3 separate regions of the Hordeum vulgare genome follow, and regions 1 and 2 are each linked to region 3. Evidence: chromatin contacts called from public Hi-C data. All regions are on one chromosome and are shown on one strand. Each heading gives the region's core, a stretch centred on a gene start, on an enhancer-like site or on the middle of the called end of the contact. The rest is flanking DNA. Distances are from core to core; before and after follow the strand shown. Region 1 holds the start of LOC123401465 (AP-2 complex subunit mu). Region 2 has its middle 210 kb from the start of LOC123401658. Region 3 holds the start of LOC123402197 (probable protein phosphatase 2C 26).

The links. Hi-C and Micro-C count contacts between places; a contact is called where the count stands out from the background.
Region 1: a contact with region 3 is called in a Hi-C map of seedling, with 2.8 times the contacts expected there. The contact joins the promoter of LOC123401465 here to the promoter of LOC123402197 in region 3. A contact is called at or near these places in 1 of 6 Hi-C or Micro-C datasets (seedling) and 1 of 1 datasets of contacts at active chromatin or transcription factors (embryo).
Region 2: a contact with region 3 is called in a Hi-C map of seedling, with 5 times the contacts expected there. The contact joins the enhancer-like site here to the promoter of LOC123402197 in region 3. A contact is called at or near these places in 2 of 6 Hi-C or Micro-C datasets (leaf and seedling).

The regions. Positions count from the first base shown.
Region 1 is chr6H:450,346,022-450,350,470 of MorexV3_pseudomolecules_assembly, reverse strand. It overlaps LOC123401465 (AP-2 complex subunit mu), which reads right to left and starts at 1,268. Exons shown (of 13, transcript XM_045095290.1): 1 at 930-1,268. The coding sequence starts at 1,012.
Region 2 is chr6H:449,632,240-449,636,841 of MorexV3_pseudomolecules_assembly, reverse strand. No RefSeq gene overlaps it. Among protein-coding and RNA genes, the nearest start is that of LOC123401658, 210 kb to the right of the region's middle. Within about 2 kb of position 2,666, at least 2 of the 3 cell types and tissues checked have open chromatin away from gene starts, as enhancers often do. A contact at or near this core is called in seedling, where this site is marked.
Region 3 is chr6H:449,897,855-449,902,418 of MorexV3_pseudomolecules_assembly, reverse strand. It overlaps LOC123402197 (probable protein phosphatase 2C 26), which reads right to left and starts at 2,821. Exons shown (of 4, transcript XM_045096075.1): 1 at 964-2,821; 2 at 324-437; 3 at 1-89. The coding sequence starts at 2,253.

The DNA of each region.
Region 1 (4,449 bases), core at 19-2,518, 450 kb before region 3:
CTCTGCTCCAACATTTCAGAAAACCCCTTGGCCTCTTTGGGTGAAAACCAAATATTTTTATATATATACAATACCGAAACCAGGGTGAGATTTTTCAAGTTGTGAACATGTATTAGTCCATTGCAGATCTGTTGCAACGCACATGCACTTTGTTAGTACAAGTATACAAAATTGCAGTTTTCAGGAATATTACAAGATGTTTAATAACTTCTGCCGGTCTTTCCAAGGCCTCTTGGAAATCTATGGTGCGAGAGTTAATATTTATAATTAATTTCAATCCGACAGTTACTATTTCAAAGTTAGCTGGCTTGCCGCTTATGCTGCAGTAGAAGTAAAATTTCAACTACAGAACTATGTGACTACTAACTACTGTCAAAGCCCATTGGAAAAGATGAAATGAGCTATGCAGCAATTTTTCTTGTCCAAAGTGCCTCACTCATCAAAACTACGAGTTCAAAATGGGAAAAAAAGAACTAGTATGGACTCTCTTTTTTATTGTTGTTCACTTGCTATGATCAGATATGACTAGAGGATAACCTCCTTTGAACCATCCTAGATGGAATACATATCCTACTCAGTGAGCAATCTCTTTACTCCATGCTGGAATTATGTAGGCGCCACAACCTCAGGGCAGAGAATGGAACACGCATTCCAAATTCAAATCACTAAGGAACGCCACAACCAAGACAATGGGCAAATTGCAGTGCGCAACGAGCCAACCACCGAAAGAGTGGCTGTCAACTGCACTCCTCGCAGGATTTCACATGTCACTCAACGAAAGCAATCGAAATTCACGAGCTACCTGCCACCCTTCTAGCGATCTACATAACTACAGGTTATGGCCGGAATCAATGGATCCTGGGGCCTCAGATCTACCACTCAAAACCCAGGGAGCCAGGGAGGGGAGGAGGGGGTGCTGCAACACGCACCCGACATCGTCGCGGTATAGGCGATTGATGAGGACGTCCCCGCGAAGGTTGAGGAAGTAGATGGCCGACGCCGCCACCGGCATCGTCTCCGCGTCGCCCGCGCCCCGCTCAAGCGCCTGGGACCAACACCCTTAACTGGCGCGCGGCTCCACGGTGCGCCGCCAGCTACGCGGGCGATCTGGTGTGCTCGGGGCTCGCCGGACGGTGAGGGGGAGGAACGGGATTGACGGGGCGCGGGTTTTTGGTAGATCTCGGGGAAGGGAGGGACGAGCACCAGGTCGTCTTCCCCGTCCAGGAGCGCTTTTTCGTGTGTGTTTTCCAGAATGGACCTCCCCGGACGCCGTATTTCCGTATTTGCGTGGTTTCGCCTTCGGTTGGTGACTTGACTTCTGACTTCGTGTTGCGTTGCGTCTTGGTCCCACTGCTCTACTGGTACACAAAACATGTAAAATGATTTTGTTGTAGAAAAAATAGATATGAATAAGGCATGGGTATTCATATCTAATTCAATAAATACATAAAAAAGAATTAATAATAAAAAAAGACATGTGAGGTGCAATGTCGTGAATCCCTGACTGTCGAAACCAGTCGTACCTCACATGCCCGCGGCTACGAACCCGTTACTTCATATGTCCTATGTGACTCCTCGTAATGGTGAAACCTCGACTCATCACCTCCTAGCTCATGCCCTTCAGCCACCCGCCGCTCGTACTCCTTGTCGTCGTCAACCACTCCTCGAAGCTCCAACCGTCCACAGCACACACATCTGTACCGCCATCACACAGATGCATGCACGAGGATGCCTCATTAGTGCTAGATTACTCACTCGTTATCAATTAAATTTAGACTCATTTATCCTTTTTCATGCTGAAAATGCTACACCCGTCGGATACCCAAGGTGAAGAGGCATGCGTGCCAATTTATGTTCATTCAGGAAGAAGGGGGTATATCCATCCATATCTTTCTCATTGTCATCTCTAGATCTGTCATATGTAGATCTCTATTCTATCAATGGCAACCTTTATGCAATGATTCATGAAGGTTAATTAACTGATCTTCGCCTTTCCGAGTGATTGTAGTGGAGGATTTGAAGGTAGTATTAATAATTGAAGATTTTGGCCATGTTCTATTTTTTAGAGAATCGCGAGAGAAGGCCCCTACCTTTTAATATGATATATTTTTCCTTTTTGATGAAACGGGGAAGGGAGGCCCTAGCTTCTAGTGTCTCAAGAAACACTAGGCAGAAAGATCATAAAAGATTAAATGTTTTTAGATGCAATCCCCGATAGTCCTAATGGGGGCGGAAAGAAAAGAAAAAGGAGTTAACAAGAACATAACAAACAAGAAAAGGAAACATAAATAAAAGATATTCTTATCATATTTATTGTTTGTGGGTGCATTGTTCATGTATAGCGTTTTCCTTTCATACAAAATAATGTTGGCATCTCATTCATAGCATACCAGTCAATGAGGGCATCTATTTTGTAGCAAAGCAGACAATAAAAGAAATGTGTCATATCGCCACCTTGACCCAGTCAAAAACAAGCGAGACCCTAGAGTATTTGGGACTTCTAGATCGCGTGAGTGACCCCTAACACACTTTAGTGCATAAAAAAGATGGAACATTCAATACAAGTAAGAGATCATTAATTATAGCTGAGAACTGTTAACGCATTTAAACTTCTACATATGAAATTATGAATATAGAAAATTGAAAACGTTAAATTTTTTCCATCGAAAATTAGACGGTAAATCGATTAAATGCCTCATCAAGGAGTTGGAGAAGGTTTCGTAGGCAACATGATTGAAGAGGGTCTTGACTCATATTGTAGAGGATCAACACGCCGTGATTGAGGAGATGAAGGGACGGTTCATGAACATCTTCACCGCCTGCAAGGGTACTACGAGTGAGCATTAAATACTAAGTGCTTCAATCTCCCGGGCTTGATTGTAAGATTGGGGGATTCACGTGCACTTTGTATCTTTACCTTTCTGCATTTCTTTCCCGCAAGTTGAAATTAGGTTATAAGTTCTTTTTAGTTAAGATTGAATTGTCAATTTCTCTTTTGAATAAGGGATGGTCCTTTCGATGAGTATTTGGATGTATTGATGTGTGGGATCATTATTGCTTAGTTGGGAACGTACATGATAATAGTTGTGATCTAAGTAGTGGCACATATTTACATGCATGATGATTATAAGTACTCCACATTGCAATTGTGAAGGTTTTGAAAGGACAAGAAATAACTATATATGCTAGTTCATTGAAGGTTCAATTTACAATAGGGCAAGCAGAAAAATAAATGAACCCTCTAAAGTTTAAAATTGCTTTGTAAAATGAGTTCTCATGAGATCCATGTTTAACTAGCAGATCACTTAAAAAGTGAAGTGATGCTCTTAAACATGCCCCAATGATAGGAGACCAAAAATGCTTCAAGAATATTGAATATCTAAAAGAGAAGAGGAGAAAGAATCTTCATCTGCTTGCCCGATTGAAATAATAATGAACTAGGATATGAAGTTGTTACCTGTCCACAATAAACCGAATGATAATGTGTGGATGCCTGCATGATCATTGTCATAGTAAAGATGAGATATTGTCAGGGCTGGTTTTCTGGGATATAAAATTCCCAGCAAATGAAAAGTATGCCATCACCAACCTCAGGATTACTGTTCACTGGTGGACACTTTCTTGATACATAATTCCAAGCAATTTACAAATTTTGAGTACAATACCATGAAGGTTTATGGAGTACAAAAAAAATAGTGACGGATGGCGGAAGCGACTCATGGATCTCCAGCGTCTATCACCATTCCCACAGGAACAGCTGACCTGGATAACTCCTATATCACGTGGCTACTATCCTCGATGCCTAGGTTCCAGGGTTGTCATCTTTATGCTCCTCTCCAAATACGCAATCTGGCCAAGACAATAGCGAGGGACAAGTCAGTGAGTACATTTGAATGTACTCACAAACATCATAAAATTAGACGTGATAAAGCAGATGAGTTGCATGCACCAAAACTTTAATAATATCTGACATGTCATAAGATTTAACTCATGAATGCAATTATCCAGATAATTTATTTGTAAGATAAAAATATAAGTAATAAGTAATAAGGGAAGGTAAAAAAAGAAACATGAGGCAGTAGTCTCCCAAGGATTCCAAAAATAAAATAAAATGGTCCAATTGGGTCAGAAGAGACACCTTGAAAGCAAACGCAAAATAGGCCATAGTCGGGCGTCTGAGCGACACCTTATAAAGGGCTTGAACCAAAAGTAATGACATGAGTGCCACGGTTAGGCGTTTGAAGCGACACCATAAAATGGCTTATATTGAAAATAATAACATGCGTGCCACAGTCCGGGCGTTTGGAGGGACACCACATAAAGGGCTTATATCAAAATAATAACTGAAGTCCCAGAGTCAGGCGTCTCGAGCGATGCCACATAAAGGGCTTATATTGAAATTACAAACATGAGTATCTAGGTGGTAGGACCCTGCGAGGGATACTCAAC
Region 2 (4,602 bases), core at 1,417-3,916, 270 kb after region 3:
CTCGCACAGCGGGGAACCTCGATTGGGCTCGTCCAGTTTTTTTCTGTCACTTTTTTCTTTTCTGTTTCTTTTATTTTTTTTTGTTTATTTTTTATTTTCTTCCTCCTTTTCTTTTTGTATTTGAAGCAAAAAACATTTTTTGAATTTGCAGAACAATTTTGAAAAATCGTGAACAAATTTAGAAGTATGAATAATTTTTCAAAACATGAATATTTTTTTAATCTTAAGAACAAAATTTTAAAAAGAAGAAATTTTATGAAAAACGCCGAACAAATTTGAAAGTGTGAATAAATTTTTAAAGCACCAATTTTTTTGAATTTTGATAAGAACTTCTGAAATCTAGAACAATTTTCAAAAATCGTGAACAAACTTGGAAGCGCGAACAATTTTTCAAATGACGAACATTTTTTCAATCTTGAGAACAAAAATTAGAAAAAGGAGAATAATTTTGAAAAAACGCGAACAAATTGGAAGCACGAACAATTTTTGAATTCTTAGAATAAACTTTGAAACCAAGAATAAGTTTGAAAAATCGTGAACAAATTTGGAAGCATGAACAATTTTTTTAAACCCGAACATTTTTTGAATCTCGAGAACAAAATTCTAAAAAGAAGAACAATTATGAAAAACCCTGAACAAATTCGGAAGCGTGAACAAATTTTTAAAACACAAACAATTTCTGAATTTTGAGAACAAATTTTGAAAACGAAAACAAATTTGAAATATCCTGAACAAATTCGGAACAAACGAAAACACAAACACTTAAGCGCATACAATTTTTTAAAGCACGAACAGTTTTTGAATCTTGAGAACAAAATTTTGAAATGGAGAACAATTTAAAAAAAAACCGAACAAATTGGAAGCGCTAAAATTTTTGAACATTTTTTAAAATGGAGAACAAATTTAAAAGCCTGAATGAATTTGTAGCACGAACATTTTAGAATCTGGAGAACAAATTTTAAATCCGAGAACAATTTTGAAAAAACGTAAACAAATTTGGAAGCACGAACAATTTTTTAAACATTTAAGAACATATTTAAATCGAAAACAAAATTTTAAATTAAGAGCAATTTTCAAACATTTTCGGAATTTGAAGATTTTTTTTGAAAATCTAGATAATATTTTGAAAATCCCGAACAATTTTTGGCAAATCTAGAACATTTTTTGAAGTTATAAATGTTTTGGAAAAATGGCAACTATTTGAAATTTATAACATTTTTCAAAAAAACAAGAAACATTTTTCGAATTTGAAAAGAATTTTTGGAAATGCCGAATATTTTTTGCAAATCTAGAACATTTTAAAAATCCTGGAATATTTTCTTAAAAATCAATAAGATTTTTTGAATTTGAAGAAAAATTTATGGAAATTCCAGAATATTTTTGAAAAATACAGAACTTTTATTGAAAATCCAGACCAAATTTTTAAAAAGCAAAAACATTTATCTTATTTGAAGAACATTTTGTGAAAATGTAGAACATTTTTGAAACAAAAAAATGAATAAATCAATAAAAAAGAAAACAAATCCAGTTCAGGGAACCTTCTATAAATTTCCGAAAACCAAAAAGAAACTAGCTGGAACCTCTAGAAGGTACCCCAACCATTTCGTTCGCTGGTATTTTGGAACGTTTTTTTTGTCCTGGTTATACTTTTTGTTTTTTCTTTTCTGTTTTCATTTCCTTCAAAAAGTTGTACCTGTTTAAAAATTTCATTCAAAATAATGAAAAGTGTTCCCTAATTTGGAAAAACATGTTTGGAATTTCAAAACATGTTCGGGGTTACCGAATATTGTTTGCGTTTCTCAAAAAAAGTTCGAAATTAATAAAATATTTCCGTTTTCTAATTTGTCCAGTTAGTTTAAAAAACTCTATTATCAATATTTTCACAAATTAGAAAATGTGTGCATTGTAATTTTTGTTAATAAATAAAAAAATCACATTTCTGCACAACTCGTTCGTGATTGTTAAATAGTGTTTGGAGTTTTAAAAACTGTTCTGTTTTCAAAATTTATTCATAAATTCCAAAATTGTTCCGTTTACAAAATTTGTTCACGAATTCATATATTGCTTCACATTTTCTAGAAACAAATATGAGTGTCAAAATAAATTCTGGCATTTAGAAATATTTCAATTTTCCAAGATTTGTTCACAATTTTCTAAAAATATATATATTTTTTAAAATTTGATTCCGAAATTGTAAAATTATTCATTTTTTTATAAATTGTTCATGTTTATTAAAATTGTTCTGATTTTTCAAAAATGTTCCTGGATTTAGAAAAATGGTTTCTAAATTTGATTACAATTTGAAAACTATTCCCAAATTTTTAAAACTCATGCGTGTTCATAAAAAAAATTGTTTTTTTTTGGAAAATATTCAGAATTCTCTAGAAATTATAAGAAAAATCCAATGTGCCCAGGTAGCTAGTTCTAAAGTATCCTCGTTGCCTATTAACCAGGAACACTAATAAGCATAGTGGCTAGCTGTCTATGTATACAATGACGGGATCGTGAATTTGAATCCTACTTTTGCTTCTCATTTTTCTGGATTTTTACACTGGTCCTAGCTTCCACATGGGCTGACCTAGTTGGAGGACTGCCTTGTGCAAAGCCCCGACATTCTGTCGTAGAATGCGGCAGATAGGAGGTCATGTTGTTTCCGCCCGCACTGTGATGCGGATTGGGCGTATCATGGACTGGATCTTTGTACTGTGTATGAAGGTCGGGCTGGACAGGATACTCCATGATCTGCCTTTAGCGCCGGATTCTTCACCTGTCTTTCTATCAATGAAAAGATACGCAATCTTGCATATTCATGAAAAAAAGGCGACTCAGTAGAACTATTTCTTTGATTGGTTCGTGATTTTCAATCGGCGTAGACAGTTTAAGTGGATGACTTTCACTGCTGACCACTGTCAAATGGACCAGCTGACCCCTTACTTTAGAAAAAGTTTAACAATTTAAAAAGATCAAAGAATTAGAAAACCAGTTAACAAAAAAGAAAAATCACACAATAAAAATCATAAAATAAAAAAGTTCAAGAAATAGAGAAAAATGCTTGCAAAGAAATTAAAAAGTTCATAAAACTTAAAAAGCAAAAGCCATGGATTTGAGAAAAACATGAATTAGATAAGGTTCAGGAATTTTAGAAAATAATTAAAGAATATGAAGTAAGTTCTTGAATTTTTTTAAAAACAATCTTGAATTTGGAAAATGTTTGCGTATTTGAGCGAAAGCATATTTAGAAAAAGTTATATTTTCCAAAGAAAATCACAATTTCTGAAAAAAGTCATGAACTTAAAAGTCAAGATGGAAATGGGTCGACCCGAACCTCGCCTTGGACCTGACCCATGGCCCCAAGGTCAATATGCCAAGCCATGGGTCGACCCATTTCATTAGAATTTTCTGGCCTGAGTGACCCACTGGATACATGAGGCCGACCCAAAATTTAGCATTTTTTTACTCACGCTTGGTGTCCTCTTGTATTACTCATCCCGCCCTCGTCCTCTCTTGATTTTTTAAATCATCTTGTCCGCAGATCTACACATTATTAGATGCCTCGTTAGGGAAATAATTAGCCATAGTGCACTCGCCGCGGCAATATGCATATATGTATGCATGCACACTATGCAATATGCCTATATGTATGCATGCATGCACGTTGTTCGTGCGTCCTTGATTCAGAACTTTAGATGCTGTAACACAAGGATATCAATGGCCTCACGTAGTGACCCATTTAGACTATATATATATATATATATATATATATATATATATATATATATATATATATATATATATATATGCATGCTTGCTGTTTTGTGTCTCATTGGTTCAGATGGGTCGACATGTCTGACCCGTCTGGTCACATGGTGCCGGCTCCACTCACCCATATATGATTCAAGGCCAACCCCTTGACTTTTTGGGCCGGGTCAGTGACCCGGCGGGCCAACCCGGCCCGTTCCCATCTTGACTTCAAAGTATCACAAATTTTTAAAAAATTCACGAATTCAGGAAAATTTAATGAATTTTAAGAAAATCACAAAGTTATTTTTTGTTAATTTTTTTAAAAATTACATGAAATATGAAAAAACCATGGATTCAAGAAAAGTTCAAAACATTTAAAAAAATATGAATTTTACAAAGTTTGTGAATTTGGTAAAAGTCCATTTATTTGAAAAAAGTATAAAATATAAAATATAAACAATGAAAAATAAAGAAGGCAAACCGTACGGAAACTAGGCCGAAAAATGAGAAAAAAAATAGACAAGAAGCTTCCCAAAACCGCTTGGGAGCTTCAGGGAAACGTGTGTCCCAAGGTTAAAGACTATCTTTGTGGGCTATCATCGATGGGGACTCCCACCACTAGCCCTCTCCCATGGCAACTCCCACCTCTCACCCACCACCAGCACTTGCCGCTCATGGAGGCTACTAGGCGCCCTTCGGATCAAGATGACCAACATCCTTCATTGGGCCTTTGCACCTGGTCTCAAGGTGGACGATGAGGTTCATTCTAGATTTGAATCCATGCTGCACTTCAACCAAGATATGAGAATCAATAAATTTTTCTTGGTTGTTTCTTTCACATCTGCCTCCTCCCGTTTCTTG
Region 3 (4,564 bases), core at 1,572-4,071:
TGGCAAAGAGAAGGTATGCATGATATGTATGGTGCATCACCAATGTACTCATTGCGGAACATCTCCAGCAATCCATTGTTCAACTTTGCCTGTACAACATACACAAATTCTAGGTAAGCTTTAGCTAGGTTTTCTATTACATTCGACCAAATAGAGCTTCTAAAAGTAGCTTCTATATAATTCAGAATAAAAATTACTAACTATTGGCAACAAATTCATACTCATCCGAAAATAAATAAACTGCTAACAGGGTTGAACAAACTTTGAAATATGAGAGTAGGGTTAAAGATCTTAGTAAACACCCAACCAATCCATAGAATTACCTGTTTGAGATACCCGGCACCAAATGCTCGGGTAACTTTTAAACGGCCCTTTACTCTGTCATTTACGATACACTGATCATCATCTGGATGCTCACGTTTGATCCTCTGGACTTCCTGCATATCAAAACAAATATTATGAATTCATAGGCATAAATAGTGCGAGGTCTAAAATGACCAACTGCTTCCATTGACAAATTTACAAGAGAAATAAGGGCAATGGAAATGGAACCTAACAGCAAATGACGAAATGATGAAAGAAATGGGTGTGACTCTGACCAACTGAAACTAAGGCATCAAGGATAACATGATCTTTTCTTAAAGACATGAAACCTTTTATTGCCTTGGTGTTTCAACTTTAAAGTCTTCAGGTATTTACAATAAAATGATTTCCATGGTTAGTTCTACGAAATAGGAATGTAAAGCCAGAAAAGAACAATAATGTGATAGTTTGATCATTTAGAGTGCCTTACTGCTGACAGACGTGAGCAAATTGCTCACAAACAATGACAGAAGCTCTGGCATACACATAATAAACAGTGGAACAGCAGGTCAATAGGACATAAATGTATATAAGCTATAAGCTCATTCTAAGTTATGTCAGCAGATTTGCTTATGCAAAGCAGTGTCAGCACAAAGTTACCTCTTCGATGCTGGTGCTATGATCAATAGACAATTGCAATGCCTCGAGCCCAATCATGGGATATCCGACAGGCCTTGACTCGATCTCCAATCCTACGCCGATGTCATCCATCCGCATGGCACCAAGCCCACAACCATGGTCATCATCTGCTCGTTGTGCCACAACGGCGCGGCTGTCCCCAAGATTCATTACATACACGTCATCATCCCTCACCAAAGCCACAAGCAGGCATGCCCCGGTCACCGCCAATTCCGGGTGGGTTCCCATTGATTGGTCAGTCATGTCGAGGTATGCTGCCTCCGCCGAGGCCAGTGCCCGAGTGAGCGCACCAAGCACAGCTCCATGATCCCTCACTGCTGGCGCTGCCTCCAACTTCTTGGGACCCCATTCCCTGCTGATTTCATCATCACCCACAGCCGCTGCATGTGCCCACATGTTGAACCGCCGCTCCTTGAGCCTGGCAAGCGACATTGCAAACCGGCCGGAACCTGAAAAGTCGAGTTCATTGTCATCATCGTCACCGTCGGCGAGGAACTGCCACAGCCGCTTGCTATCCCTGTCTGCCTCTTCATAGAATATTCCACGAAGCTCGCGTAGGAGGAAGCGGTAGAGGTTGGCAACAAGGAAGTCGGGGGCCTCAGGGCCGTTGAAGCCGTCGTAAATGCCGACGAATAGCCAACGCTGGTCCTCGGAGACAACCACGTGGACGCGGTCCTCCCCTGCGCGTCCGTGCGCCCATTGCACGCCGTCGTCTTGGCGGAGTGGCACCATGAGCGCCGGCTGGTGCTTCTCCGACACGCTCCGGCGCAGGCTACCGAATAATGGCTTCCGGAACCTGCTGGAGAGCCCTCTGGACGAGGAGGAGGTGCGCTTGGTGGGCTTGGTGGGGAGCGGGCCGGAGAAGGGCACGGCGGCGTCCAGCGGGCCGGAGAGCTGGGCGCCCCGGTCGATGGGCCCGGAGAGGAACAGGGGCCCCGAGGAGAGGTTGGAGAGCTGCAGCGGCGCGGAGGAGAAGGACGAGGACGTGTGGAACGCAGAGGAGTAGTTCTGCGGCATGGAGCCAGCCCCGGCGGCGGCGGAGGAGAGGTAGAGCGGCACGGGCACGGAGGAGTTGGCCGAGAGCGCGGCGCCGGAGATGCCGTGGCGGAAGGAGGAGGAGTATGCGGCAGCGGACGCGTAGCAGAAGGAGTGGCCGAGCGCGTCGTCCAGGCAGGGCTCCGCGTCGACGGACGCCGGCGCCGGCCGCGAGCACGCGCACGCGGTAAGCAGCCGTGACGCGCCGCTGCCCATGGCATCCGACGCTGGCCGCGGCCCGGTCAGAAGGAAGGCGAGGCGGCGACGAGGAGGGAGGGAGCAGACCTTATTTAGCAGCACATCGCAGCGGGCGACACGGGGGGTGGCGGCGGCGGCGGCGGCAGGCGTGGAGCTGCGACCGCGGGATCTCGCGGGGGCGGGATCTCGCCGGGGCGGGATCCAGCGGAGGCGCAGGATCCAGCCGGAGCGGGGAGGGATTGGGGGCGAGGGAGGCGAGATTGGGGGTGGCCGGGCCGGAGGTGTGTGGGGTGTGGGGGATTGGGGCAGAGCGTTGAGAAGAGGGAGAGGGAGGGAGTTTTCTATGCTCACTCCTGTCAGTGATGTGCACACTAACAAAGGCGAGGCGAGAGTAGAGGAGACTTAGCGTTGGCGTAAGTGCGAAAAACGCAAATTTGACATCCGAATTTGGCAGCGACTGTGTGTGTGTGTGTGTGTCACGAGGACCCGTCCGCCCGCTCCGGCGCTCCTCCAGGGGCCGGGCCGGGAAAACGTCCGGGGCTGGGGAGGAACCTGTCAGGTGGTGCCGGTATGGCGGAGTGGGCGTGTTTTGTCCGCGCCTGCGGCGCCGTGGAGCAGGGCAGGACGAGCGGCGCGGCGGCAGGGCGGAGGGAGCGAGACCCGTGACGTGGAGGAGGGATGGTGGGTGGGGTGGGGTGGGAGAGCGGGACGGGGGTCAACGTTGCGCCCTGGGAATCGCCTACGCCGGTCGGGGTTAATTACGGGGGACGGGACTCCGTTCCACTCCACCGCCGAGGGCGAAGGCAGGCGCGTGAATCCGCGCGGCGCGACGTGGGCGCCCGTCTCCGCAAATTGGATGGCTTTGGCGGGGCCGGCTTTGAACTTGGGGCGACGACTCCTGGCTCCTCTCCTCTCCTGGGTGGAGCGGGTATTTCAAAAGTGTAGCGACGCGAGGGCAAAGGCAATGGGGAGGGGAGAGAGGAAGATTACAGTTACAACGGGAACGAGGAGGCATCCCATGTGAATCACCCAGCGTTTTTCAAGAGTGGCTTTATCCGTTGTGATCACAGTGTAAACTACTCCGGTGTAAACATGTGAAGATTTAGGCCCACGTCAACGCGCGACAACGTTCTGTTCGTTCGGATACGTTTGAGTCAAAAATTTACCCAACGGCAATACCCAAACGGACAAAGTGATCCTGAGATGTTCGTTTTTATCAGTTCCGATTCCAAACCTGGAACAAATTTCAGCCACAAATACGTCTGAAACGGACAGAAGCGGACGCTCTGGTCGCTCTCTCCGTCTGTGGCCCAGAAATCAGTGACCCACGCCCCAGCCCCGACGGCCTCTCCTTCTCCATGCCAGCCACGGCGCTCCCCACACCACAACCTGCTCCGCCAGCTAGCCGCTGCCATGCTCCGCCCGCTGCCCGTCGTCTGCGGCCCGCTAGTTAGCCCGCATGTCCGCGGGCCACCGTGCAGGCCGCGCCAGCTCGCCGCGTGTCGCGCTGCTCGCCACCCCCGCGGCCCTGCTCTGGATGTGCACGCCTCGCACGGCTGCCTTGCGCGCCAGCTCGTCGCGCCCGCACGCCCCGCACGCCCCGTCGCGGCAGCTCGCCCCGCCCCTCTCGCGCGCTCTATAGCTCGGTCGTCGTGCGGGACGACATGCGCGCAGCCACGTCGGTGTCGGGTGAGCATGCGGGGGTGGCGCGGGCAAGCTGTTGCCGGAGGACGGAAGGGGCGAGGCGTCCGTTTTACAGTAGGCGACGGTGATGGCGGGCGAGCTGTGGACAGGGTGTGGCGAGGGCGACTAGAGCGTCGCGCGGTGGTCGAGCAGAGCACGGCCTAGTAGCAAGGCGAGAGGGCGAGCGGCAGGTGGGGCGAGCGGTGCGGGCTGCACAGGCTGGACGACACTGCGTCGAAGCGGCTCGAGCTGACCGGGCGGGACGGCTCCTGCAGCGAGGCGACACGAGCTGGGCGAACGGGGCAGGTGCTGCGACGAGGCGGGCCGAGCTAGGCGGACCGTTTGGGATCAGGGCTGCTCGAGCATGTTGGGCGCAGAAGCGTCAAACGTATGTCCGCTCCCATGCCGTCCGTCCAAATTGACCCCAAACGGACATAAAGCGGACGCCCGTCGGGTCATGTGCCGGCATTGGCCTTATCACATGTGTTTCGTAGTCACTTTTATCAAATCAAATTCAATGATATTTTGTCGGATAATTCCTCCATACTCATAGAGTATTACTTCCATCGTTTCTAAATATAAATCTCTTTAGAGATTTCATAAGAAGATTACATACAAAGTAAAATGAGTGAATCTACACTCTAAA